Linked DNA regions of Mus musculus: region 1 is linked to region 2. The links are chromatin contacts, called in public promoter capture Hi-C maps. All regions are on one chromosome and are shown on one strand. Each heading gives the region's core, a stretch centred on a gene start, on an enhancer-like site or on the middle of the called end of the contact. The rest is flanking DNA. Distances are from core to core; before and after follow the strand shown.

What was found. Capture Hi-C pulls out chosen DNA fragments and counts their contacts.
Region 1: a promoter capture Hi-C map of adipose tissue shows a contact between it and region 2. The contact joins two enhancer-like sites. A contact is called at or near these places in 1 of 39 promoter capture datasets (Sertoli cells), 6 of 484 Hi-C or Micro-C datasets (bone marrow-derived macrophages, common lymphoid progenitors, cortical neurons and 3 more) and 3 of 9 other capture datasets (adipose tissue, liver and pancreatic islet).

Annotation. Positions count from the first base shown.
Region 1 is chr11:94,094,496-94,100,952 of GRCm38.p6, forward strand. It overlaps Spag9 (sperm associated antigen 9), which reads left to right. Exons shown (of 29, transcript NM_027569.3): 19 at 2,723-2,941; 20 at 3,186-3,381; 21 at 4,532-4,657; 22 at 5,612-5,692. Among named protein-coding and RNA genes, the nearest start is that of Gm38951, 23 kb to the left of the region's middle. Within about 2 kb of position 5,161, at least 9 of the 459 cell types and tissues checked have an H3K27ac peak or open chromatin away from gene starts, as enhancers often do. A contact at or near this core is called in adipose tissue, where this site is marked.
Region 2 is chr11:93,905,032-93,911,289 of GRCm38.p6, forward strand. It overlaps Mbtd1 (mbt domain containing 1), which reads left to right. Exons shown (of 16, transcript NM_134012.4): 2 at 128-327; 3 at 3,773-3,906; 4 at 5,252-5,375. The coding sequence starts at 174. Among named protein-coding and RNA genes, the nearest start is that of Mbtd1, 22 kb to the left of the region's middle. Within about 2 kb of position 3,025, at least 39 of the 459 cell types and tissues checked have an H3K27ac peak or open chromatin away from gene starts, as enhancers often do. A contact at or near this core is called in adipose tissue, where this site is marked.

The sequences.
Region 1 (6,457 bases), core at 3,911-6,410, 190 kb after region 2:
ATGCTTAAATTTTTTTTATGCCTTACTAATATTTTAAGCCATTGCATGTCTTTTAATGATAGCATATAGAAGCCCATCTTGGCAATAATAATAGTAGTAGTCATAATAAGTTAAAAACTACTTGTTTTCTTTTGTCCTTTTGTTCTTTTCTGTTTGTTTTGTTTGTTTTTTGAGACAGGGTTTCTCTGTGTAGCCTGGCTGTTTGTTCTGAAACTCACTAGGTAGACCACGTTGGCCTTGAACTCACAGAGATCTGCCTGTTTCTGCCTCCTGAGTACTAGGATTAAAGGTGTGTGCCTCCACCATCCAGCTAAAACTGATTTTTAATGTATTTTTATTTTCTGTGTATGAGTTTTGCCTGTATGTATATTGTGTGTGTATCAGCTGTCTGTGGAGGCATCAAATGCCCTGGCACTAGGTTGACAGATAGTCGTGAGCTGCTGAATTGAACCATGGTCCTCTCTGCAAGTGCTTCCATTAACCTATCGCTCTAGTACCCTACCCCCTCCATTTTTTTTTTTTTTTTTTTTGAGACAGGGTTTCTTTGTGTAGCCATGGATGTCCTGGAACTCACTCTGTAGACCAGGTTGGCCTCAGAAATTTACCTGCCTCTGCCTCCCAAGTGCTGGGATTAAATGTGTGCACCACAACGCCCAGTCTCACCTCCAAATTTTTAAAGAAGAAAAGTTTTATTACATTTTAATTATTTTGTGTGATAGCAGAAATGGTATCATACCACAATGCCCATTAACTCTCAGGAGTTGGTTCTCTCCTTCCATGTAGGTATTGGGGATCAAATTCAAGGCCATCAATCAATCAGGCTTGACAGCAGGCACCACTATCTGTTGAGCCACCACTCTCTTCCCTCTTTCCTGACTTGATATTAGATATTACTTGTTTTTAACTTCACAGAGCAAAGGTGTTCCATTGTTTTTCTCAGAATGTACTTTGTTCAATTTCTAATTAGTACGAAAAATTTCTTGAGAAGTCTATGTAGGTAGGATCCAAGACAGGATTTCCAGGTCTTTGTTGAACACAGTGACCTAAGAACTTGCTCTTATCAAGGGGTAATGCCAGGACTATAATTGGCTCTCCTTAGGTAGATCCATCTTGATCTTATTTGAGTAAATACTGTTGGAACTTGAGATGTCGATATATTAGATCCTTTTAGATTTAACCTATTTCTACTTTGGAAAAAAAGTCATCCAGTGTTATCTTGACATTCAAATTTGATAAGATATTTCTCATTATAATTTTAATCTTTGTCCAAATAATGAAAACTACCCAGTGAACTTGGGAGTGTCAGTAGAAAACTAGAAGGCATATGAGTTACTGTTCCATTTAAGTATGTAAGTAGAAGGTCAGGTGTGATGGCATATGCCTGTCATCCCAGCACTTATGAAGCAGACAGAGGCAGCTAGATTAACAGTTGAAGGCCAGCCTGACCCTATAGAGCAGAATTCTGTCTCAACCCCTTCCCCAAAAAAGGATTAAAAATCTGATAAAAGTATAAGTTAATAGGTATAGTTAATAAAGTTCACTTGAATCAGTCTGTTTTGTGTTTGGAAGGAGTCAAGTCAGGATATTAACGTTGAATATGATGCATGACTTACATTATTTTTTTTGGCCCCATTTGTTAACTGGTTGTATTATATACTAGTTAGTTGACCACTGATCATTTTTCTTCTTTACTTACTGTATAAATAGTTGTTAATTCCTGAAATGGGACCCTTTTCAGTCTTTAAACTTTGTAGCTGTTTTTATTGTGTGTGTGGTGTATGAAGAGGCTGCATATGCCGTGGCACATGGATGGAAGTCAGAGAACTTCGTGAAGTTGATGCTCTCCTTCCACCTTAAACAAGCCCCAGGGATCAGACTTGGGGCACTGGGCTTGGGCAGCAGATGCTTTGCCAACTGGGCGTCTCACTGTCATTTTTTCTGTTTTGTGGTATTATGGCTTAGCCAGAAGTGATGGACACCGGGTTTTGGGAGGTCAGCCTTGATTACATACAGTTCAAGGCCAAAGGACCATGTGAGATATTGTCTCCAAAAACCACACACCCCTGCTGTTGTCTAACGTTAATGGATCCATATTATAAATTCCTTTACAATGTTCTAAATAATTGGTTATTGTGTGTGGAAGTTCACACATGCCACAATTCATGTACAGAAACGAGAGGAAAACTTTTGGGAGTTGGTTTTATGTTCCTACTGAGGGTTATAAGAACCAAACTCAAGTCATCAGGTTTGTATAGTAAATATTTTACCTCCTGAGCCATGTTGCCTGCCATGTCTCTTACAAAACAAAACAAATAGAGGTACCTTTAACATGTTTTTCATTAGAATATGAACTAATAGAAATATTATTTTACCTCTAAATTAATTTTTTGTTTTATCAAGATTACTTTAAATTAATTTCACACTGTCTTGTTTTTTGTTTTGTTTTGGAGACAGGGTTTCTCTCTGTGGCCCTGGCTGTCCTAGAACTCACTCTGTAGACTAGGCTGCCTCTGCCTGCCGAGTGCTGGGATTAAAGGGGTGCACCTCCACCACCCAGCTAACACTGCCTTCTTGATGGTGTATTCTAGCTGTACGGGTCACCTGTTTATTCTTACTTCAAACCTAAAGGAGCTTTACTAGAAAGAAGCTGCCGCTTGTTTACTGGGTATTCCAACAAAGTTGTTTTGTTGTTTTGTTTTGTTTTGTTTTGTTTTGTTTTCAGGAGCTCGGGAAACAGACTACCCTGCAGGAGAAGAACTTTCTGAATCTGGTCAGGTAGACAAAGCGTCATTGTGTGGAAGCATGACCAGTAACAGCTCCGCAGAGATGGACAGCTTGCTGGGAGGCATCACAGTGGTTGGGTGCTCCACAGAAGGACTGACAGGAGCTGCCACTTCCCCAAGTACCAACGGTGCTTCTCCTGTGATTGAAAAGCCACCAGGTACACCTTTGGAGAATCTAAGGCTCTTCTGAGAGTGCCACATTACAGACTTGTCAATCTTAAAGTAGCCAAGGTGAAAGAGTTGGAAGAAGATGCTGTAGTGCCCATGTTAGAGAAAGAACTGTCCATGTCATTTTGCAATGCCCAGGAGGAGTCAGTGGAGTGGAATTCCAGAGCAGGGGTAGTGTAGTAAAAGGATGGATAGAAAGACTCATTCAGCATAGAGTGGTTTCTGTTTTTACAGAAATGGAAACTGAAAATAGCGAAGTTGATGAAAATATTCCAACAGCAGAAGAAGCAACTGAAGCCACAGAGGGCAATGCAGGGTCCACTGAAGACACTGTGGACATCTCCCAGCCTGGCGTGTACACAGAGCATGTGTTTACAGATCCACTGGGAGTTCAGATCCCAGAAGACCTCTCCCCAGTGTTTCAGTCAAGGTATGCATCCGAAATCAGTAACTTGAGGGAGTCTGCACAAATAAAAGGAATCAGAATCATGTCACATAGCCAGAATACCCACTAATTGACATCCTTAGAGGGAGCCGAAAGATGTTTTATTCGCTCCTATTTATTCTTTCTGGAGATTTGTCCATCCATTTCTTAACTCTATTTTCTGACTTCTAAAAAATGGAACAAGTATATACCCTTGTACATACAGATGCAAGTGTACGTCGTGGTCACTTTCTCTTCTGGATTGCAGTCTCCGTTGTGGTGCTCTACCTTGCATGCTGTCGGCCATTCTGCTTGTTCTCTCTGTGCTTACCCCCACTCCAGTTACCAGAGTTGGCCACTGTTTACATTTGTGGTTGTTTGATTTTTTTCCAAAATGAACTTGTTTAGTTCTCATGCACGTTTTGTTGGTGACCCTCTACTTTAAAGGACCGTTTAATCCAGAGCCATCTAGTTTGTTTTTTCTATCCCCTTAGATACAGCTCTTGGTAAACTGGTTTCTTTCCAAGTTTGTTTTTCTTAGTATATAGAGCAACCAAAAATTTATTAGCATTTAAGTCATGTTTTGAATTTGATAACCCAGTTTTATATCATCCACCTACTATGCCCTGACAATCTGAAAGAAGAGGTTTATGATGGAATATAAACATTTTACTGTAATTTATTTTATAAAATTAATTATATATTAAAAATTAAATAGCACCTCCTCTGGGAATGAGTGGTTTTAAAACAGAGTATTTCTCCCTTCTTTGTCCTACCTATGCCAGAAAAGAACTATTATAAACTTTAAAATAGTAACAGGGCCATAAATTTTCCTGTCTTGTTTTAGTTTTTGTTTTTCTTCTTTTTGGCAGCCATTATTAAAGTCTTAAATGTTAACTGATGAAGTTTATTACTATATCTTATTCCCCTTTCTCCATTTTGCACTTCCTAGTTTATTAGTATTTCTGGTACAGTTACTGAACTACGTATGCGTGAGCATTTAATACTGGCATTTCTGTGTGAGCATTCAATGCTGACTTTTCTGCAGTCTTGGTGTTCGTTCATTGTAGTAAGGTTAAATGTAGAACCGCTCACTTCTTGAACAAGCTGAATATACTTAGTGTGGGTTTTTTTCCCTTGTGCCTCATTTTCTCAGTAATGACTCAGATGTGTACAAAGATCAAATATCAGTATTGCCAAATGAACAAGACCTTGCGAGAGAAGAAGCTCAGAAAATGAGTAGTCTTTTACCAACCATGTGGCTTGGAGCTCAGAATGGCTGGTAAGTACCAGTGTTCTAACATGACATAGCCTTAGTCTTTATTTCTACAGAAAATGAGCCAGGCATGATAATGCAGGCCTTTAATCTCAGCATGTGGGAGGTTGAGGCAGGAGGATTGCAAGTTGAAGGTCAGCTTGGGCCACAGAACCTTCCATGTTAGCCTTGGCTATGTGTGACACCTTCACAAAAACAAAAATTCTAAGTAAGAGATAAATGAAATGTAGTAAACATTAATGTAAACAAAGAGTGTGGTTAATACAAAAACTTTTATACCCACACAAAACTAGACTTTCATTAGTTTTAAATGGTAAACCTTTTCTTTGTCATAGAATGTTCTCTTTGTGTAATATTCATAGGAAGAAAGGTAAATAGGATTTTAAAATCTGAGTCAGACATGGTAGTACATGCCTATAATTTCAGCACACAGTGAGACAGATACCCTGGCTTAAAATAAAACCCTGTCTCAAAGAAAAAAGTGTGCGTGTGTATGTGTGTGTTTTCTATAGCATCTGACTTAGCCTGCGGGCCACAGTCAGCCACTGGTGTGAATCACTCTGACATTCAATAGTTCTATGTAATAGAGACGTAAGGTTATTCATGAAATGGGTTTTGTGCAGATAAGGCATGGGGCAACCCAGAGTTAGCTGGTGTCATTGGCTAATGCTTACTATTAATAGAGGTTGTAGCTTTTGGGTAATCATGCGCTTCTGTTTATGTTGATAGCCTGTTTTTCTGTCTTAGGCACTCATTTTCTCTCCTCCATTTTCCCCTCATCTCTGTCTTTCTGTCTCCCTCCCTCTTCCCATCCTTCCTCTTTCTCTTTTCATACAAAAGTAATAAGCCATTTTCCTAAAAACTGAATGTTATTCTGCTTTTTTTCTCGGGGGTGCCTGTATTTCTTAACTAGAAACACTAATGATTCTGGGCCTTAACATTCTTGACTTCACTTTGCAGTTTGTATGTCCACTCATCTGTAGCCCAGTGGAGGAAATGTCTCCATTCCATTAAGCTCAAAGACTCAATTCTCAGTATTGTGTAAGTTTTGTTTTTTAAATTATTCCTTTTAAAGTTTGTTTGTTTGTTTGTTTAAAGGCATTTGATGACATTACAAATGGTTATGAGCCACCATGTGGTTGCTGGAAATTGAACTCATGACCTCTAGAAGAGCAGCTAGTTCTAATGACTGAGCTATCTTTCCAGCCCAAAACTTTTAATTTTGATGTAAAGTAGATTTAAGACTATGAAAGCTACTATGTATCTCATGACAAATCAGTATGCAAGCTTGAAGTTTTTGCTTGTTGTTTTCAACCATCACCTTAGTTCTTTTCTATTGCTCTGATAAAACACCACAACCAAGAAAACTTACAGAAGGGATGATTTGTTTGGGCTATGGATCTAGAGGGATAAAAGTCAACTCCATTATAACAGGGAAGCCTGGCAGCAAGCAGGCTGGAGGATCAGGGTCTGGTACACTCACATCTAGGACTGCAGGTAGAAAGAAAGAGAGGAAGCTAGCAATGATGCAAGTCTTTTAAACTCTGAAAGCCACCAACTGGGGACCAAGTATTCAAATACCCATAACTATAGGAGACAGCTCTTTCAGACCACCACAACCATCTTTGTTTGTTTTGGTTTTTGTTTTTTTCGAGACAGGGTTTCTCTGTGTAGCCCTGGTTGTCCTGGAACTCACTCTAGATCAGGCTGAACTCAGAAATCTGCCTGCCCCTGCCTCCCAAATGCTGGGATTAAAGGCGTGCGCCACCACTGCCTGGCCACCACAACCATCTTAATGGAACTAGA
Region 2 (6,258 bases), core at 1,775-4,274:
AACACAAGTATCAGTGCTCAGTACTAGGTTTTCACTTGTCAAATCTGACTTAGCTGAATTTGTGTTAAGGGCTTGTAAAGGGGATGTGTATGTGCATTGTGTCATGTCACTGGTTTCTTCTACGAAGACAGAACATTCTTCACAATCCAAAAGAAAAAGCAGACTGGTTCGGGATGTTTGACGGCTATGATAGCTGCAGTGAGGACACAAGTAGCAGCTCCAGCTCTGAGGAGAGTGAAGAAGAAGTTGCTCCTTTACCTTCCAATCTCCCAATCATCAAGAATAATGGACAAGTCTACACATACCCAGATGGTAAATCTGGCATGGGTGAGTGTCTGCACTTTGACCTGTTGTGTGACTTTACCTTTGAGCTTGTGTTTTCATTGGACCTTTTGCTAAGTTCTGTTTCATTTTATTTTATTTTGAGATAGTGTGTTGCTATAGCTCAGACTTGTCTAGAACTTAGAATCGTCCTGTCTTTGTCTCCGAAGTGCTGAGATTATAAACAATGGCACCATGCTTGCTCTGGCCCATAGGTTTGTTTGTTTCTCAATATGAATGGTTGTGAGCCACCATGTGATTGCTGGGATTTGAACTCACGACCTCCAGAAGAGCAGTCATTGCTCTTAACCGCTGAGCCATCTCAGCAGTCCTCCCTTAGAATTCTTAAAGGACTGTTTTAAGAGACTGAGCCTCAAAGTCAGGAGTTTCAGGTGACGTCAGAGAGTTTGTGTTTCATTTCTTTGTCGTTGCCATCCTATCTTCCAGTGGGGAACAAGTAGAACAAAATCATAAACAACATATTAGTACACAATAAATTCAGTTAATGACTATCTCTAAAGAGCTGAATGAAAGTGGGAGTGCTCATACAGTTTTTAAAAACAATCAGTGCTTACTCTGTGATAATTTATTCTAATATTTGAGACAGAGGTTGGGGACATTGCGTTTCAATGTTTTGAGGATGGGTTGGTTGGTTTTCATAACAGGTTGCACTGTAAATCACAGGCTGGCCTGAAACTGAGATAGTACTCCTGCCTCAGCTTGGCCCACTGGGCCTGGCACATAAGTTATCACCTCTAGTAATAAGGTGCTATCTATCTTACACAAAGAGTGGTCTTGTTTTTTTAGTAATTCTCAGTACTAAAATATGCTTTAGATTGAACCAAACTTAACCTGTTTTGATTGTTTTTTATTCTGTTGTAATGTTGTTTTTAAGACTAAACTAGGGGCCAAGAAGTAGTGCTTCCCTAGCATGCAAGGCCCTGGGTTCTGTTATTGGGACCACAAATAAAAAAGCATGCATATGTATGGACTATGCAGGGAAGCCCTCCCAGAAACAATTTTTCCTATAAAAATCAACTTCAGTGTTTGAGATAATCACTCAGTTAGTACAGTGCTTGCTATGCAAGCGTGGGGACCTGTGTTTGATCCCCAGGTTACATATAAAAGCCAAGTGTCTACTCATAATTCCAACTAGCCCTAGGCTGGTGGGGAGGGAAATCCATGGAGCTCGTTGGAAACCTAACCTGCTTGGCAAGCTTTGAACCAGACTGTTTCAAGAAAACAAGGATGGCACCTAAGGAACCACAGCTGAAGTTGACCCCTTGCTTCCATACACACAAGCAGTGCACATGAGTCTAGCCTGCTGTGTATACACTGTCACAGAACTTCATTTATCAAAGCCCACTAGAATCAATGTGGTAGTGCATCCACTAATCCCAACAGCAATTGAGAGTTTGAGGCCAGCCTGGGCTATATAATGAGACCTTGTCTGGGGAACAAAACAAAGGATAACCCAATTAATTAAAATGATCATAGGACCAAGCATTATGGGGCACTCCTTTGATCTCAGCACTCTGGAGACAGGTAAAAGGATCTATCCGGGTTCAAGGCTACCCTGGTCTACATAGCAAGTTCCACGACAGGCAAGATTTCATAGAGATAAACTATGTCTCAAAAAAAAAAAAAAAAAAAAAAAAAAAAACACGTATGAAAGGAAAGATAGATATGCAGCACAGCAGTAGGGCTCTTTCTTTCGTGGAAAGATACTGTGTTACCTAGCACCACAAACCAGAAAAGAAGAATTTCCTAGGTGTATACTACTTCAACTGATATTTCTTGGTCATGGCTAACAAAACTATTTGAAAACTTATGTCAGAAATATTGACCTTAGCATGCTGGTGGACACCTTTAATCCCAGTGCTTGGGAAACAGAGGCAGGCAGAGCTCTGTAAGTTCAAGGCCATTCTACATAGTGAATACCTGAATTCCGGACCAACCAGGGCTACATAGTGAGAGCCTGTCTTAAAACAACAACAACAAAAAATTAGTTTCTATTGCTACATGTTGTTGCTGTGGTTTGGTGATGTCACACCAGTGTGGAAAATCATATCACAAAGGAGCAGTGCAGTTTGACGTTGTATAATTCTTGTCAAGGATTCATTGTCCACTTGACTCATTTTGTTTTGTTGGAGAAAGAATCTCACTGTGGAGACCAGGCCCGCTTTTGTCTCCCAAGTGCTAGGATTAAAACTGTGCACCACTATGATAGCCTTTTTTAAAATAAAGATAATTAGCGATCTCTTAATGATCTAGAATGTGTACGAGGAACTATTCCGTTTTTTCTCTGCTGGACACAAAGCCTTAGATTTTGGGTATTCTGTCTTATTTCCATTTTTCATGTATTCGTAAGTACCATTATGCTACAGGTGGCTTTAGCCTAACCATTTGGGTGAGACATTAACCTATTAACCTGTTGGGTTTCTTCCCCAGCTTCCCTTAGGTCATAATAAGGATTAAACCTAGAGCCTCATGAATGCTACTTTCCTGCCACTAAACTGTGTCCCAGCCCACTTTTTAGCGAGACAGGATTTTACAGTTAACCACACTGGCCTTGAATTCACTCTGCAGCTGAGGTATACCTTCAACCTCTCAGCCCTTATGCCTCAGCCTGGCTGCACAGACAGACCCAGCTCTGTCTGTCATTCTTGGATTTCGGTTCTTGTGACATTTGTTTATGTAATTCTGCCTTTTAAACTATTAAGCATTATGTAATACCCACCAGAAACTTAGCTGTCTCTTGCCCAACTAGTTACTAGTCGACTTCTACCTCAAAATTGAAGCTTGCCCCATCCTTCTACATCCTCTGAACATAATTTGACAGGATCCTCTTAGTTTTTCTAAATACTTGTCCTTTTTTTTTTGCAGTGTTTCAAAGGCTTTTGCTATCATTTTGTTAATCCTCAACTACATTGCAGTCCTCTTCCTCATAACCTATTTAAAAGCTAAAATTCAAAACACATAACAAATATATGTATCAATATGTATGAAAATGCCTGCTATCACATGATAAGCATTAGGAAAAAATCTTAGTTGAAAACAGGGTCTGTCTCTGTATACACACACACACACACACAGGTACACACACACACACAGAGATACACACACACACAGATACACACACACACACAGATACACACACACACAGATACACACACACACACACACACAGGTACACACACTCACTCTCGGGGACATGCATCAGCATACTCTCAACCGTTTTAAAGCCTCTAGGCCTTCAGGGAATTACTGGACTTCGGGGCCACCACCACCACAGCAGCATCAAGTCCTGGCTGTAACTTTTCTCTATCATTTGTGTAAGAGATGGGAAAAAATAATTCATTGCATAGTTTTAGATAAATCCCATTAAACAGGCAGAGACTTTGATGTTATTATATAACATTGATGCCGATGCTTTTCTCTTATTGATTAGCTACCTGTGAGATGTGTGGGATGGTCGGTGTGCGAGATGCTTTTTACTCTAAAACGAAACGTTTCTGCAGTGTTTCCTGTTCAAGAAGTTACTCGTCAAACTCTAAGAAGGCAAGCATTCTGGCCAGACTTCAGGTAACGGTACAGAAACCTTCTTATTCTTCCTGTTTCCCATGGCTTTCACGCCCAGTCATCTGACTGAGTCACTGCACTCCACCTCTTCCCATGGGCCCGTGGTTTACAGCCTGTACTGTTAGGAATGTATGAGCCACGAGTGGTATACACTGAAGCATCTTACACAGTGAAAGCATGCTATCCAAGATAAGCTGTAAATAATCTGTATAAATGAATAAGACCTTTTCCCACATAAGTACAATTAAACACCTTGTTCTATGTAGAACTTAACAGCTATTCTCTCTGGTGGTCCTCCCCCCAATTTGTCCTTCATTTCCTATCAAGGCAGAGAATGATTCATTTTGGAGGTCCTTCTGTTTGGTTTTCTTCCCTCAACTTTGCTCTGTACTTTGGATTTTGTTCTTTGTTCTTAGGGTTTTTATTGCTGGGGTGAACCCCAACTTTAAACAGCAGGTTCAGCTTTGTACTTTGAGTACATCCAGTTTGATACCTTAACCAAATATGTTTGATTGACATAACTCACCTTTTTTAAAACATCCATGAAATAAAAAGAAAATCATCCTCTTTTAAATATATATATTAGTGCTGACCAAGTACTGGTGTCTTGACTTACTTAACTCCGTTGTTAACATACCATCTAAAAATTTCTTAAGGCATTATAGTACTGATTTTTGTAATTATCTTTTGTATGATCACAGTTTTTCTCTCTCATTTAATGTACTGTGATCATTACATAGCACTGAAAGAGTTATTTAAATCCCCTAGATGAAGGAAATACATCACTTAGATGTATTTCTATATTTCAGATAGACAGTTCCCAAAGATCCTGAGCAGTGGTCTGTACCCAAATGGATGCAGTTTGTCACACTGAATTTGGCCATGATCATTATGTCACTGACCTTTTGCGTTAGCACTAAAGGTATAAACCTCAGTCACTTGCTCTTTGACCATTCAGTTGACTGCTCTCACCATATCAGTAGCATTGCTTTGCAACTGCATGACTGAATAACCCTGGTTCTGTCTACTCTAAGAAGAAGTTGAATATCCACCACAGCCTGTATTTTAACATTTTATTAAATGGGGTATAATTTTTATTAACATATTAATTCGCATATTGCTGTTTTAGTCTGTGCCAGCTCTACTTCCCATATTAGATAACTACATTGTAGCGGAACTCAGAAAGGAAAAAAAACCTCTAATGTTAAAGTTCCTTGTATGTGTTCTCTGCTTTAATAATTTTCTAAACCCTCAGTATTTAAGCAGAATGAGTAGTATGAAGTCATGTTAGATTTTGGTTGTGAAGGGATGAAGAAGAATCCTATTTACTTAACTTTTCTTGTTTCAGGGTAAGCCTCCAACAAAGAAAGCAAAAGTCCTTCAAAAACAACCTTTAGTTGCTAAATTAGCTGCCTATGCCCAGTATCAAGCTACCTTGCAAAATCAAGCAAAGACAAAAGCAGGCAATTCTGGTAAGTGTAATAAAGGTGAAGTATTACTTGTTCAACTAGCTTCACGTAACAGCATTTTAACCTTGGGTTGCGTTTGGGTTGTGTGTGTTTTCTGTTGGCACATTTAGACTGTGTGCTTCCTGGTATCAGATGGTTGGTTGGTTAACTGTTGCAAAGGGGAATAATGGACACACAAAGATGTTATACTGATGGTATTGTATTTATAAATACAAGTGGGACATTCCTAATCAGAAAATACGAACTCTGACCTGGAAAGGCACTTGTTCAGTGATAGTGCTCACATAGTATGTGAGGTCCTCATTCAGTTCATAGTACAACCAAAGGAAAATGTGAAATCTAAATGTTTTAAAATATGTGTCAATTAAGCACCAGTAAAGTGCATGTAGATGCCTGAAAATCCATGAAACTCTGAAATATGATATACTTTTCATAGCAAGTACTTAAAACAGGGGTTTAACCAATAAAAACTTGTATTACTTAGCTACTTTATTATTATTCTGGTGATATTTGAGTAGATTTTTGGAAGAGGGTTTTACTATATAGCCTTAGTTGACTATGATCCCCTGCCATCACCTATTAAGCGCTTTGAGTACAGGCATGTGTTATCACATTCCGCTAAAGTTTTTCTTTTTAAAAAATTAATTTTATTCCTTTCAAGTTTTAAAAAAGATAACTTTCAAAGCCAGGCAGTGGTGGTGCACACCTTTAATCCCAGCACTTGGGAGGCAGAGGCAGGTGGATCTCTGAATTTGAGCCCAACATGGTTTTTAGACATGGTCCAGGACAGCTAGGGTTAGAAAAGAGAAACCCTGTCTCACAAAACCAAAACCACAACAACAACAACAATAATAATAAACAGTAGCAACTTTCAGGCTAGTGAGAT